Regions from separate parts of the Anas platyrhynchos genome. Here all the other regions are linked to region 1. The links are chromatin contacts, called in public Hi-C maps. All regions are on one chromosome and are shown on one strand. The core of a region is the stretch at or near the end of the contact, and the rest is flanking DNA. Distances in the headings are between cores, read along the strand shown.

Region 1 (4,117 bases), core at 673-3,172:
TCTTAAAAGCTCCAGGCTTCTACAGTTTCCCCTACCTTCACTCTAAAGCAAAAGTTACCACACTTCCTTCCCTGACTCTAGTCACTAGTGGCCTCTGCTGGACACCTCTGTTACTCCTAACAACAAACTCGAGTTAAAAAATAAATAAAAATGCTCAGACACACATACTGGCTTGGATCTCCTGTTTCTACAAGATCTGGTTGCTCTTTGCTGGTCAGACGGCAGCGTCCCTCTTTGTAAAGCCCACATCTCAGCTACCAAAAATTGCAGGGTCCTAATTAAAAATGTTAACCTCCAAAAAGCATCCACCTGTGTCTGCAGCCAGGGCTGCCCAGGGAAGTATCTAGGAATAGTGGCTGCCCTTTAAACCTAATTTCAAGCTAAAGCTTAAGTGTAGAGAAGTAAGAAATGATATGAAAAGAAATATTGATTTTTAAAAGCAGGAGGAACCTGTCCCAAGTTTCAAACAAAAGGGCTCAAGGCCAGATGGAACTCTTCACTTCAGCAGAAGCCATCCAGTCTCTCCTGGAAACCAAAAAACCAGGATAGCACCAGCTCTACCGATAAGATTTACTCACCCCAGGTATTTTCAGCAATTCAGAGATGAGGAGAGGCAGCTTCAGGGCAGCCACACTGCCAGTCACACCCACCAGGACACGGAATTTTTTCTCTGGCACAGACGAACCCGTTTCTGCAGCTGCCTTTGGTTCTAGAGGTGAGAAGGGCTCCATGGTCCAGTCAAACTCTAGGAGCACAGAAATATAAAAGAATTTTAGCACAGCAGGTACTCCTGAAGTACTCCCAAAGACACAGGTCTAAGCGTGGGCTATGCAGGACCCAGAGCAACTCGGTCTGATGCTGAACATTCAGGCCCTGATCCACAAAGCTTTTATTTTATTAAAGGCACCCCTTTAAGCACAGGAGTAGCCGGACTCCTCCCATTTTCCTTACGTACAGGTTCTCTGGGACAACAGTAAACAGAATGCCAGAAATTACACAAGCTCGATGCTGTTGGTAAAGCCAACAGCCCCCAGAACAGAAATATGCCCTCTTGTGGTGGACACGGCACAGACTGCAGGCAAGACACGCAGCCCAGCTGAGTCGTGCTCCCTTCACGCTCTGTGGAGAAGAATAAACGCAGGTAGACATTTCAGGAAGTAAAAATTCTGGGGGGCCTCAGGCAAGCATTAGAGCTCTACTGCCCATCGTATTAATGCATATTTACAGTAGCACTAGGAATTACTCTGTGTAGATCGGGCAAAAAAGACCCAAACTGTGAATAAAACATAAACCAAACCAGCCACTATGTACAAACACTGTAGGAATGTGAAAGCCAGAACCACTCACTCATCCCCCACTGCCAGCCAAGGCTACCTAGAGGCCTAGAGGTTGTTTTTGAAGGCGTGTGGCAAGCAGAGATGATTCAGAATGCTCTTCTGCCATCTCTGAGTGTTCTGCCACGCTGATAAGTCACTAATGATAAATCACTCACAAGTATTCAGTAAAAGAAAAGCACTCCTCTACAGAATCCATATGAACGTCTCTATTAAGTCTTGAAACTAACAAAGAGCAAGCTCTCTTATGTAAAACATCTGAAAACTGTACGTTAGTGAAGGCATCACAGCAGGATTCAGTGAAACTAACCTCATTACTCAGAGGAAGTTACCTGGAAGCATTTTGGGTAAAAGAGAGGAAGGAAAAAATCTTAACACCAGCTTTATTTTACGCACCAGCTTGGACGTTGGAGTGAGGCAGCTGGGTTCCCTGGAGAACATTTACCTCTTGGTCATTCCCAGAGCTCACTCAGATCCAAGTTTAATTTAGGATCCTTCATGGGGCGATTCAGATCACGCTCGGGCAACAGCTACACAGGAGCCTGAGCCACCAAGAGGCACAAGCACCAGGATCCTCACTAATTGCCTCAGCCCCTCAGCCGAGGCACGAAGGGAGCCGCACATCCTTTCTCCACGCTCCACTGGGAATTCATACGTTGTGCTCAGGCCCCTGGGGTTTGTCAATGTGGCTGAAAAAAAAAAAAAAAAAAAAGGCAAATAAAAAAAGAGCTAGGACAGGAGCACAATTTCAGCTTGACCTTCCAGGCACTGCTTACCACGAGAAATTACAGAACGGGATTATCAGTGTACGTAGCGGCTAGGGTGGTCTGATACCACAGCGGCACTTCACGTGCTTACCTAACGAAAATTAAAGCTATCGCAAGCTGCCCAGAGATGAAAACTCTTATTAAGTAACGATTAATTCACCGAAGCACCCCCAAGCTGAGCTGTAGGACACAGGCCGTGAGGGCTGCTGGAGGCACCGCTCCCTCCTCTCCCCCTCACAGCCCTGGGGGGGGGAGCTAAGCGCGAAGGGCGCACAGAGCAGGCGGCCCCTCAGCGGCGTTACCGGCTCCTTAGCTCTGAGAACCGCTCCTAACGGCTGCCGAGGCCGAAACCGGCCGGGAGGAGCCCGGCGGCCTGCAGGGCACACACGGGGAGCCCGGGGAGAGGGCCCGGGGCCCACCTGCGGCCTACCCGCGGCCCGGCCCCGCTCCCCGCCCTAGCAACGGGGGCACAACCCGGAAGAGCGCAGGGCACGCTGGGAAATGTAGTCCCGCGGCGCCGCCATGAGGCCCAGGCCCCTCAGGGGCTCCCAAAAAACACAGATTTACCCCAGCACAGCCTCAGGGCCCCGTGGGGCAACGCCGCACCCCGCTCTGGTCACCCGCACCACAAACACCCCGTTTTCTCCCAGCCCCAAGGCCCCCCCATTGTCAGTGCCCAGCCCCAGGCGCTATAAGCGTGCGTTATTTTCTGGTGGCAGCCCAGCCCCGGGGGGGTCGTTGTGTCCCTGCCCTGCTGCAGGCTGGCCAGCTGCATTTCCCCACCCCAACACCCTGAGCTGTGGGGTGAGCATCGTCCTGTCAGCCCCAGCAGGAGCGCTGGCTCGGGGTGGTGCTTGATGCGTGTCCCAGGCAGAGGAGTCGCTGCTAGGGGGTAAAAATTGGCTGCTAGGGGTTAAAAATTCACTGCTAGGAGTTAAAAATTGGCTGCTAAAGGTTTAAATGAAAAGCATACAGGAAGAAAGTGAGAGCAAGGGCACAGGGACAGAGCCCTGGGGTGCAGGGTTACTCCTGGCACCCCAAATGCAGAGCAGAGCTGGGTTAGCACACAGCCTCCCCAAATTTCCCCTGGTGCAGCTGCCAAGTGCCAGCTTGTGGGCACCCCTCTTGTTATTAAATAATCAGTGCAGAAGGGGAGACAAGCCACGGCTCATAACCAAGGCTGCTCCCCCATTAACACAGCTGCTAATTAAAAATGACCACCCTGCGGGCCGGTGTGGTGCCACCGCCAGCTTCCAGCAGGGCAAGGCGCGTGTGGGGTCAGCGAGGGGCCCCGCTTGCACAGAGGAGACACTCGAGAGGAGGGTGAGGTGCTGAAGCAGTGCCTGTTAGTTACAGCGCGTTACAGGTTATCATTTCTGCAGCTCGATATAAACGCGAGAGGTTGAAATCACTTTGTTATTTTGCAGACATGGATGACAGAGCACATGATTTGGCATAGTAAGTTTTAGGCTAGCTAGAAATGAATTGCACAATATTTAAACCTGATTAAGTACATAATAGGCTCAGCAACGGATTACTTTTCTCCTTACAGTTTATACATATATATACACGCATACACAGACAGGCATTTTTATCATTAGCTGCATTTTAGTCTTGTCAAGAGACAACTACCTACTGCCAAATGACTGAAGTGATACTCTTAAAAAGGAAACTATTCTTGGTGTGCTTTGCTGGGAAAAAAAAAAAAAAGATAAATTCCAGTTTGGTGCCATCCCCGTGGGCAGGTCTCGCATCCTGGCACTGCCAAACTGCTGGGGGGGAGGGGGCAGGCAGGGGCACAGCACCTGCAGTACCAGCATCTGTGGGGCATCTGTGGGGCAAGAGGGGTTGGAGCCAGAGGGCTGCATTCCCTTTTGGGCTGCTTTTCTAGGACTTGAAGGAAAAAAATAATGGTTGTTTAAAGTGCATTTAGAGTCTGAAAAGCATCTCTGAGAAGGAGCTTTCCCTCCTCCTGCCCCACAATGTCCATTTGCTCCCATTTACAAACCAGCCCTG
Region 2 (3,900 bases), core at 892-3,391, 130 kb before region 1:
GAGGTGTTGCTGGGGAAAAGAAAAGCCTCGTGACTTTCCTCTGATAAGAAAATATTCCTTCCTCACGCTGCTGGCGTCCCCCGGGGGGGAGTTTGTGCATCTGGAGTCCATCGCCGGGCTCTCTGCTTCTGAACGACTGCCGTGTGCTGCAGAAATCGCTGAGCTCCCTCCAGAGCAGCCTCCCACCATGTGCATGGACCCGAAACATCTGCGCTCAGGCGGCGGTGAGTGACTCACTGTCCCCAGCCCCAGCATGGCCACATCCGAAGCGTTTCGGCTCCGTTCCTCCAAGCGAGCAGGGCTGAGGCCGTCCCAGCTGCAGCCTCAGCAAAAAGCCCCAGGAACAGCAGGGCAGGACCAGCACTGGGCTTCTCCCGGGACCAGCTCTTCGCTCTGCTGAGGCTCCGAGCAGCCCCAAGCCCTCTCTGCTCCTCTTTTTGCTCCGAATCACTGGCAGGCGTTATGAATATGCATGTGCCCCAGCACCTTAGTGCGTCTCCTCGAGCAGATCCTGGCTGAACGTAAAATTAAACTTGCAAATCGCCGCCTTTTCTTTGCCTTCCCGTGTTTGTTTGCTTATTTATTTATTTATTCATTTTTCTGTTGTCATCAGCTTTGTTATCATGCACATACCTCGGGTACTTCAGGGTGCGAGGAAGGAAAATTAGCCAAAAATACTCATTTGGGACAGAGCATCCACTATTTAAATTCCTCCCTGGAAGCCTTGTTCCTTGTTAATTATGAACAGGCTTGCAAGCAGCATCGATTTTAATTTCTAAGCTAGCGTTGATGTGGAAAAATCTGCCTTTGTTTCAAAGGGCGTTTTAGATTTTATTTATTTTAACAGTAAGGAATCGCTGGCGCTCAGACACTGTGATGTCTGAGCCCTGCATTGGCAGTTCGCATCTTTTTGGGATCTTTTTGCTGAACCCCTCGGGCTTCACTTGCATTTCTGGAGCTGGGTAGGGACTCCTCTCCTGCAGAAGGCCCCTGCAAGCCCAGCTGGGCTCCAATTGGAGATGGAGGGCTGCATCCTTTTTGGTAGCATCCCCCAAAAATGCCTCTGGGTGGATGGGGCTCTTGCATCTGGTCTCCAGGAGCTGTGCACAGCCACCACCCCCACCAGGCTGGGCACGGACAGAGGCACCCTCCTGATCTGCAGGCACAGCTGCAAATCGAGCTCCCAGTTTTGAAGCGTAGCTGCTTTTGAAGTGTATTTGCTTCATCCTCGATTGTTCTTGTTGCTCTCACCCACGGAGCTTGGGTCAAGGCTTTGCCAGCTCCATCACCACAACATCCTTCCTTGCTCACAGGGAAAAAATAAAAAAAAATCAAGTGGTTTTAAATATAGCACATCTCAGGGTATTTTTATTTGCTTTTTAGCTCTGAGCTCTCCAGGTTTGGTTGGTCCAGCTTTGCTCTGTAATCAAAAGGGTGAGGAGCTTCCTTTTCTCCCCCGCAGTGAGACTGAAGCCTCCCACGTGGGCACTGGGGCCACCGAGTCATGGGGACGATGCGGGAGCCTTGGGGACACGGTGAGAGCTGCCCAGGTACCGTGTGTCTGAGGTCTTGCTTTTGTGGGCACCCCCGCACTGCGCCTCCCAAATATTTGGGGGTCCCTCCCTCTCTAGCAGCGTCTTCCACCGAGGATGGTGTGGGGCTGCCAGTGCCTCTGCACCCCTATTCCCCCAGCTCTGTATACCCCAACCCCCAGCTCTGTGCACCCCAAGCTCTGTGCACCCCAATTCTCTATCTTCATACACCCCACACCTAGGGCACCTTGCACCCCAATCCCCCAGCCCTGTACAGCCCAATCCCCAAGCTCCATGCACCCCAATCCCTTATCTCCATCCACCCCACACCTGAAGCTCCCTACACCCCAATCCCCCATTCCCCTATTCCCCAATCCCTGGCCCCATGCACCCCAATTCCCTATCTCCATACACCCCAATTCCTAGCCCCATACACCCCAATTCCCTATCTCCATACACCCCAACTCTAGGACTCCCTGCACCCCAATCCCTGGCCCCATGCACCCCAATTCCCTATATCCACACACCCCAACTCTAGGACTCCCCGCACCCCACCCCCCGGCCCCACACCCCCCATTTCCCAGCCCCACACCCCCCATTCCCCCCTTCCCCCCCCGGCCCCTCCTCCCCCGCCGGACCCCGGGCAGGAAGCGGCCGCAGCCAACCAGGGCCCGAGCGGATCCGAAGGGATCCGACGGGATCCGAAAGGAGCCGAAGGGAGCCGGAGGGAGCCGAGCGCGGCCGAGCGGGGCCGGGGCGCGGTAGGTGCAGGCCGGGCGGGGACGGGGGGCGCCGGGGGGGCGCCGGGGGGGGGGCTCCGGGCGCGGCCCCCGGGGCTCCGGGAGCGGCCCCGGCCTCGGCCACAGCCCCGGGGCCTCCCCGGGCTTTGTGCTGGCGGGGGGGGAATGAATGGGACCGGCAGGGGGGGCCCCGAGGGGCGTGGGGGGGGCTCCGCCGCCTTCCCCTCGCTGGGGGCTCCCCCTCGGGGCCCCCCCGGTTTGGGGCTGAGCCGCGGGGAAGCGGCTTGGGGAGGGAGCGACGGGGCGGGGGGGGGGGGAGCGGCGAGGTTCCCGACACCCTTTGGGTGTCTTTTTTGATTTTCTTTGATCTTTTCTTAATTGTTTGAATGGATAGTTTTTGATTATTATTCTTTTTTTGTTTTTTTTTTCCTTCCCCCCCCTCTTCCCCCCCTCTTCCAGGGTGCTGAGGAGACGCCCCAGCGATGCTCTGCCCGCTGCTCGCCCTGGCGCTCAGCCTGGCAGGTGAGGGGGGACCCCTCGGGGGGAGCAGGGACCCCTTTGGGGTGAGCGGGGACTCCTTTGGGGTGAGCGGGGATCCCTCTAGGGTGAATAGAGACACCCTTGGGGTAAGTGGGGACGCCTCTGGGGGAGCAGGGACCCCTTTGGGGTGAGTGGGGACCCCTCTGGGGTGCTCCTCCCGGGTACGCTGCGGGCACAAAGAGGGGCAAACCCTCACCCACCGCCGCGGGAGGAGGGTCCCGGTGTTGAGGGGCTCCACGTCCCACGTGCTGCAGCCAAATGGTGAAGGCACAGCGGGGTCACGTCCTGAGGGATGTCACGGGGCTGGATCCGGCCCCACACTCGGCAGCTCCCAGACCTCCTCCGGGCACACCACCAGCGCCCGCTGGCTCCTGGAGAGGGATGAGTGGTCCTGGCCTGGCTCCCTGAGCCCTTTGCCAGCACACCAAGGCTCGACCCAAACCCCTGGCATTGCTGCAGCAGCCCCCTGCGGCTCCACAGCACAGGGGGGCAGTGGGGAAGATTCCTTTTGGGATGCTCGCCAGCCAGCAGCCAGGCCGGGTGATGTTCCTAAAAACCACCCACAGGCCTTTATTAATAGCCGGAGGGAGCTGTGACGCCGTGGGGCCTGCCAAGAGCCAGGCTGGCTGCCCGGGCGCTGTGCTTGTGTCTGTCCGTCTGTCTGTCCATCCGTGTCCCCTGGCAGGGCTCAGCCAGCCTGGCTCCCTCCTGAGCTCCTCTCCTGCAGGGATTTATTGGGGTCAGGGTGTCAAACCTCACTGCCGATGCACCTCCCTTGGTGCCAGGTGGGATTTTTCCCCCTTTCCTTCCCCGTATAACACTGAGGAACGTGGCTCTGCTGGGACATCCCCACCCACTGCCATCATTCCCTAGGGGACAGGGGGCGAGTGGGTGGTGAGGGTCTGGGGGCCGGATCCACGCCTCCGCCCGCGCCACTGCCAGCTCAGCAAGTGCCACCCAGTGCCACCCAGTGCCACCTGGGGCTGGCAGAGGGACCTGGGCACGTCCCACCTGGGCATGGCACTGGTGCCATCTAGCGCCGCTTCATCGCCTCCATCCTCTCTGCAGCCCGCCGTTGGGGTGGCTTC
Region 3 (4,474 bases), core at 1,446-3,945, 190 kb before region 1:
TAGGACACCGAAGTCTTTCTATATAGGTTAAGCCCTTAAGATAATTTCAATTTATATTACTTCTCTGAGTACCAGAACAGCATAATTCTCTCATCTTTCAGACATACAGTAAGGAATGAACATCAGCAGCTTAAAAATGAAACACAATTACTGTATTTTGGTTTTCCCCTCCCCCAAATATAAATATATACTGTATATATTTTTAAGTTTTGCTGTACTTTACAAAAAGTATCACTAGATGGCAGCAGTGCGCTTTAGAGCTTTGCCAATTTAACAGCTACAGTAAGTAAAAAATGGTGCATGCGTGATCCGACTTACTACTTCTAATGTTTAAATATATTAAGGAAAAGAAAAGCAACATTCACAGCACATCAAGCCCAAAATAGTTTACACCTTCTACACTGAAGCAGTATTAAAATTTATCTGGCTAGGTCATCCTTACAGGAGAGGCTAAATAAGGCATGCTTTAGACAGTCATATTGTTGCTCACTTGAAAAGGAAAAAAATCAGACAGAACTGGAGTTCTAGAACCAAGAGTTCCAACCCTTAAATTTAGCAGGTCATATTGCCATCAGTCTCTCAGAAACTTAAAGCTCTAAAAAAGAAATGAGAAAAGGTGCTAGTCAATGCCTGACAGCATTTTCAACATCACGTGCCACAACAGTACTTAAACAAAGCGCTTAACATCCAATTTGGTCTTAAATGGAGGCACAGGCTTCCCAACCGAGCTTAGCTTCCGGGCTTTAAGATGAAATGAGGGCTCTTTTTATTAGTGATAGCGCTCAAACTCTACATAACTGCTACTATGAATCATTAAACTATCTACACATTTTATGAAAAAATTCTTTTGATAACCCCCAGTGCTCTTTGAAGCGTGACAGAAAGGCTAGTGCCATACTCTGAGCAGCTGGTAGCTTTAACACACAGAATGAGTTTGGTTTACATACGCAAACCGTGGGAGAAAAAGGAGGGCTTTAGTCTGACCGTTTCTGAGATGTGTGCAAGTCATACTTACATGATAAGCATTTTTAATTTGTGTTTCTCTGGCGTAAGTTTTTATCTTTATGATTGTTTGTAGAATTGGTTTTCCTGGGGAAAGAAAAAAAACGCATTAAATTACAAGCGTAGGAAAATTTTCTTTGTACATCCCAAGTTAAATAGGATGAAGGAAGAATGACATGCTAACTCCTTTGAAAATATTTGATTGTCAAGCAAGAATCTGGCAGATTTCAATTTTCATTACTTCACTGCCATCAAACAACAAACCAAGCAGGTATCATTCCCAAGCATCAGTGGTCCAAGCCCCCTTTATTTGGGAGCAGGGGCTTTTTTGTGCCTCTCCCGCAATAGACTTTTTACTCCCTTGGCCAAAAAAGCCAGAGATAAACTCAGAGGCTTCAAAGAGTGAGGATTTTGCCTGCTTTTACTTTGCTATATAACACAGGGCATGCTGATCTTTATTAGAGCTTTCATGTCACAGCTAGTAATGGCACACGTAACAGCGCTGCCAACTCCCGTAAGCCCCCAGAGTGATCTCAGCAATATTTTTTTTTCTTACGGTGCACTTACATTGGCCCAGCTGATTCATCATCTGCAGCAAGAATTCAGGTGCAATCCAGGGAAGACAAGGGAAGGAAAGAAAAGAGAGTCAGTCTTTGTACCGCTGCCAGCCCAACTGCAAACCAATCTATCTACAGCATTAAAGGCCATTCCACTTGGTAGTGCAAAGATTCATGGAGTTATTTTCTGGATTCAAGTTTTAATGGCAGGTATGTTGCTTCAATGGTTTTAGTTAACACTTTGAATGCTTGTCATGAAGAACTGCAACTGTAGCGGACAGATTGTTGCAATATGGTCAGGCTCATCTTGTCCCCAAGTTCCAGTGGTTCAATCTTATAAAAATAGATGAGAAGACAAACCAACATCTCAGTTGTAAAATCCTGCTGTTTGTTTTCTTGGATTGATTTTTAAGCCATCCTTCAACTGTGGGTGGGTAATTATTGGTATATACACAACAGGGTGTACACGCCATATGCTCATCTTCTACCACAGACGACACAGCCTTTTCATTTCCCATTTCTCTCAAGATCTAATTATCGGAGACCAGGTTAGGAGGAGGCTGAAGATTCAATACTTGATCCAAGTACCCAAGCATAGACCTGGGATAGCGGCAGGCTTTGTGTGCACGTCCGATAGAGCACAGGACTCAAAGCACCAGGAAAAATTCCGGTGTCACAACAGACTTCAGCTACGGAAGACTGACAGCATTGTTCTGCCTGTGTTTCCTGGCAAGAACAAACATTCTCTTTGAAGAATTGGAAAAAAATTGCCAACGAGTGATGTTTCATATGGGTTCTTTCATGGCCAATTGAATACTTTTTGAATTAAAAAAGCCCTTGTTTTTCCCCCGAGCTGCAGTACAGAAGATGGAAGTGCATTTAAGCAGCAGTACAAAAATCAATCCAGAAAGTTACATTAATGTTCCCGTAGAGGTATTTTGGGGGACCAATTCATGACCTGCTGTTTTGAGCACTCCACAGTTGCTGCTCCCCCTTGTGAGGGAGGGATTTTTCACTGAAGCCTTCAAGAAACTCTCAGCAGGATTCCACAAGGGGGCTTGGTGCACATGAAGCAGTTATGGAAATTACAGTCTGAACAGTGTGGGCATCCGCATGAGCACACGCTAGGAGTAATGTCTGTCAAACAGGACATTACTCCACCTGTACCTTCAAGGCAACGGAGAGGCAAAGCCACCGCTAGCACAGACAGTGACCGGAACAAAAAAATATTTCAAAAAAATAAAGAACTAACCACAAACCGAGAGCTTTACAGCCAAAAATAACATACTAGCGACACACCAGTGTCCACAGAAGTCCATTACCAGCAACAGTACACTATCGGACAAGATACAGAGAGAACTAGGACTAGTAAGGACAACCAGACATCAATGTGCTGTTGTATATACAGTGGAGATATACAGAGACACATCAGGTACTGAAACACAAAGCACAGTAGAGTAAATCTAGAGCCTCCCTCCACGATAATCTTTTGACTCACAAAAGATTGCAAAGCAGGCTAGGCTACGTACTCTGCGCACTCGGTGGGAAGAGCCTGGGACAGACAGCAAGCCCTGCGCCCCCCCAGCCCAAGCCAGTAGCACTACCGACGCCGTTCGGCGTTACCACTCGGTTATCTCAGCTTTCTACAAGCATCAGACAGCTTTGAGAGTTTGTTTTGCTGAACTTCAGAAATAGCAAACTGCACCATTAAGATACAAGCTCTCTCTCTCGCTACCAAATAACCATTGTTCCTTCCTCCTCAGTTAAAATATTTAGATGTGTATTTCAGACAGGGAGTTTAGTGTGTTAAAAGAAAAAAGCTTCACGTTTATAAAGGCTGCCAGCAAAAAGTTTCCCTGCCAAAGATCCAACAAAAATGCCTATTAGGATACTTGTGATTGTGCATAAAGCCTAAGACCAGTGGATCACCACCACTCGCCCCTTCCCCTTCTATAACCTAAACGGTGATAAAATGTGACCGAGGAAAATTTCTCTATGCGTTACTACCCCGGTCAGGCTTTTCTCTGCTGAAAAAGCATCCCCAGTACAGTACAGACAAAGACCGAAACCTGAGCGAAATCAGGGGGCAACAGAACAACAGAAAAAATAAGTACAAAATTAGATTAAATAAAGATTAAAAACAGCAAACTGAAATCCAAATTAGTCGTGAACGTGAATGAAGAAGTTTTAAGAAAAAGTGTTAACATTATGACTTGTGCATTGTATAGACTGAAGCGGAGATTAAACAAACTCCAAAGCATGCAGATCTCTCACTTACCACCATTTTTTTAAGGGTATGATGCAATTGAAGGGGGGAAAAAAAAGAAGTCATAGTAACCGACAAATATCAATATAACTCAAAACCTTTATGCCAGAAGACCTGCTCTAGTAACTGATTTCTATCGCAACAGTATTTAAAATGCATGGCCACAGAGAACCAGCCTCTGAGTATGCGGCTTCATTCCATTCCGCACCTGCGGGGCTCCTGAAATGCTGCCAGGTGAAGCTGTGATTTCATAATTGACCGACCTAAACCCCCTCGTTTTCCAGGAGTTGGCTTTTTAATTCGGAGGGCCTGCAGACTCCAGCAGATCATTGTTTATATAATGCACGATTAAGGTAGGTATAGTGATTATCTGCTTAGTGTTGCCCTGAAATTGCAGATTTCTGAATTGGAAGTTTAGAATCACTCCTGTCTTTAGTGCATTGCGCATCAAGCGTGATCTTCTTAGGCAAAATTTCTGGACGTTAAAACTCTGGGGGAATGACAAATGTTTGCTGTAGCTTCAACTTGCATTAAGTGTCTGGGAACAGAACTCATGCTACAGCAGGCTGAGAAGGGGGCTGCATTTTGTGGAGGGCTCCCCTTTTACAGGGCTGCTTACCCTGGCAGATGGCAGCACTCAGGCCTGCCT

The links. Hi-C and Micro-C count contacts between places; a contact is called where the count stands out from the background.
Region 2: a contact with region 1 is called in a Hi-C map of subcutaneous adipose tissue, with 1.7 times the contacts expected there. The contact joins the promoter of CD276 here to the promoter of PPCDC in region 1. A contact is called at or near these places in 3 of 8 Hi-C or Micro-C datasets (liver, skeletal muscle and subcutaneous adipose tissue).
Region 3: a Hi-C map of skeletal muscle shows a contact between it and region 1, with 1.9 times the contacts expected there. The contact joins the enhancer-like site here to the promoter of PPCDC in region 1. A contact is called at or near these places in 2 of 8 Hi-C or Micro-C datasets (skeletal muscle and subcutaneous adipose tissue).

The regions. Positions count from the first base shown.
Region 1 is chr11:12,785,970-12,790,086 of IASCAAS_PekinDuck_T2T, reverse strand. It overlaps PPCDC (phosphopantothenoylcysteine decarboxylase), which reads right to left and starts at 1,922. Exons shown (of 6, transcript XM_013097217.5): 1 at 1,780-1,922; 2 at 579-745. The coding sequence starts at 731. It overlaps SCAMP5 (secretory carrier membrane protein 5), which reads right to left. Exons shown (of 8, transcript XM_038184959.2): 8 at 1,884-2,023. The coding sequence ends at 1,984.
Region 2 is chr11:12,914,780-12,918,679 of IASCAAS_PekinDuck_T2T, reverse strand. CD276 (CD276 molecule) reads left to right here and starts at 2,141. Exons shown (of 8, transcript XM_027466271.3): 1 at 2,141-2,293; 2 at 2,732-2,794. The coding sequence starts at 2,755.
Region 3 is chr11:12,973,177-12,977,650 of IASCAAS_PekinDuck_T2T, reverse strand. NPTN (neuroplastin) reads right to left here. Exons shown (of 8, transcript XM_038184867.2): 6 at 1,570-1,591; 7 at 1,016-1,089. The coding sequence ends at 1,029. Among named protein-coding and RNA genes, the nearest start is that of REC114, 27 kb to the left of the region's middle. Within about 2 kb of position 2,695, at least 4 of the 8 cell types and tissues checked have an H3K27ac peak or open chromatin away from gene starts, as enhancers often do. A contact at or near this core is called in subcutaneous adipose tissue, where this site is marked.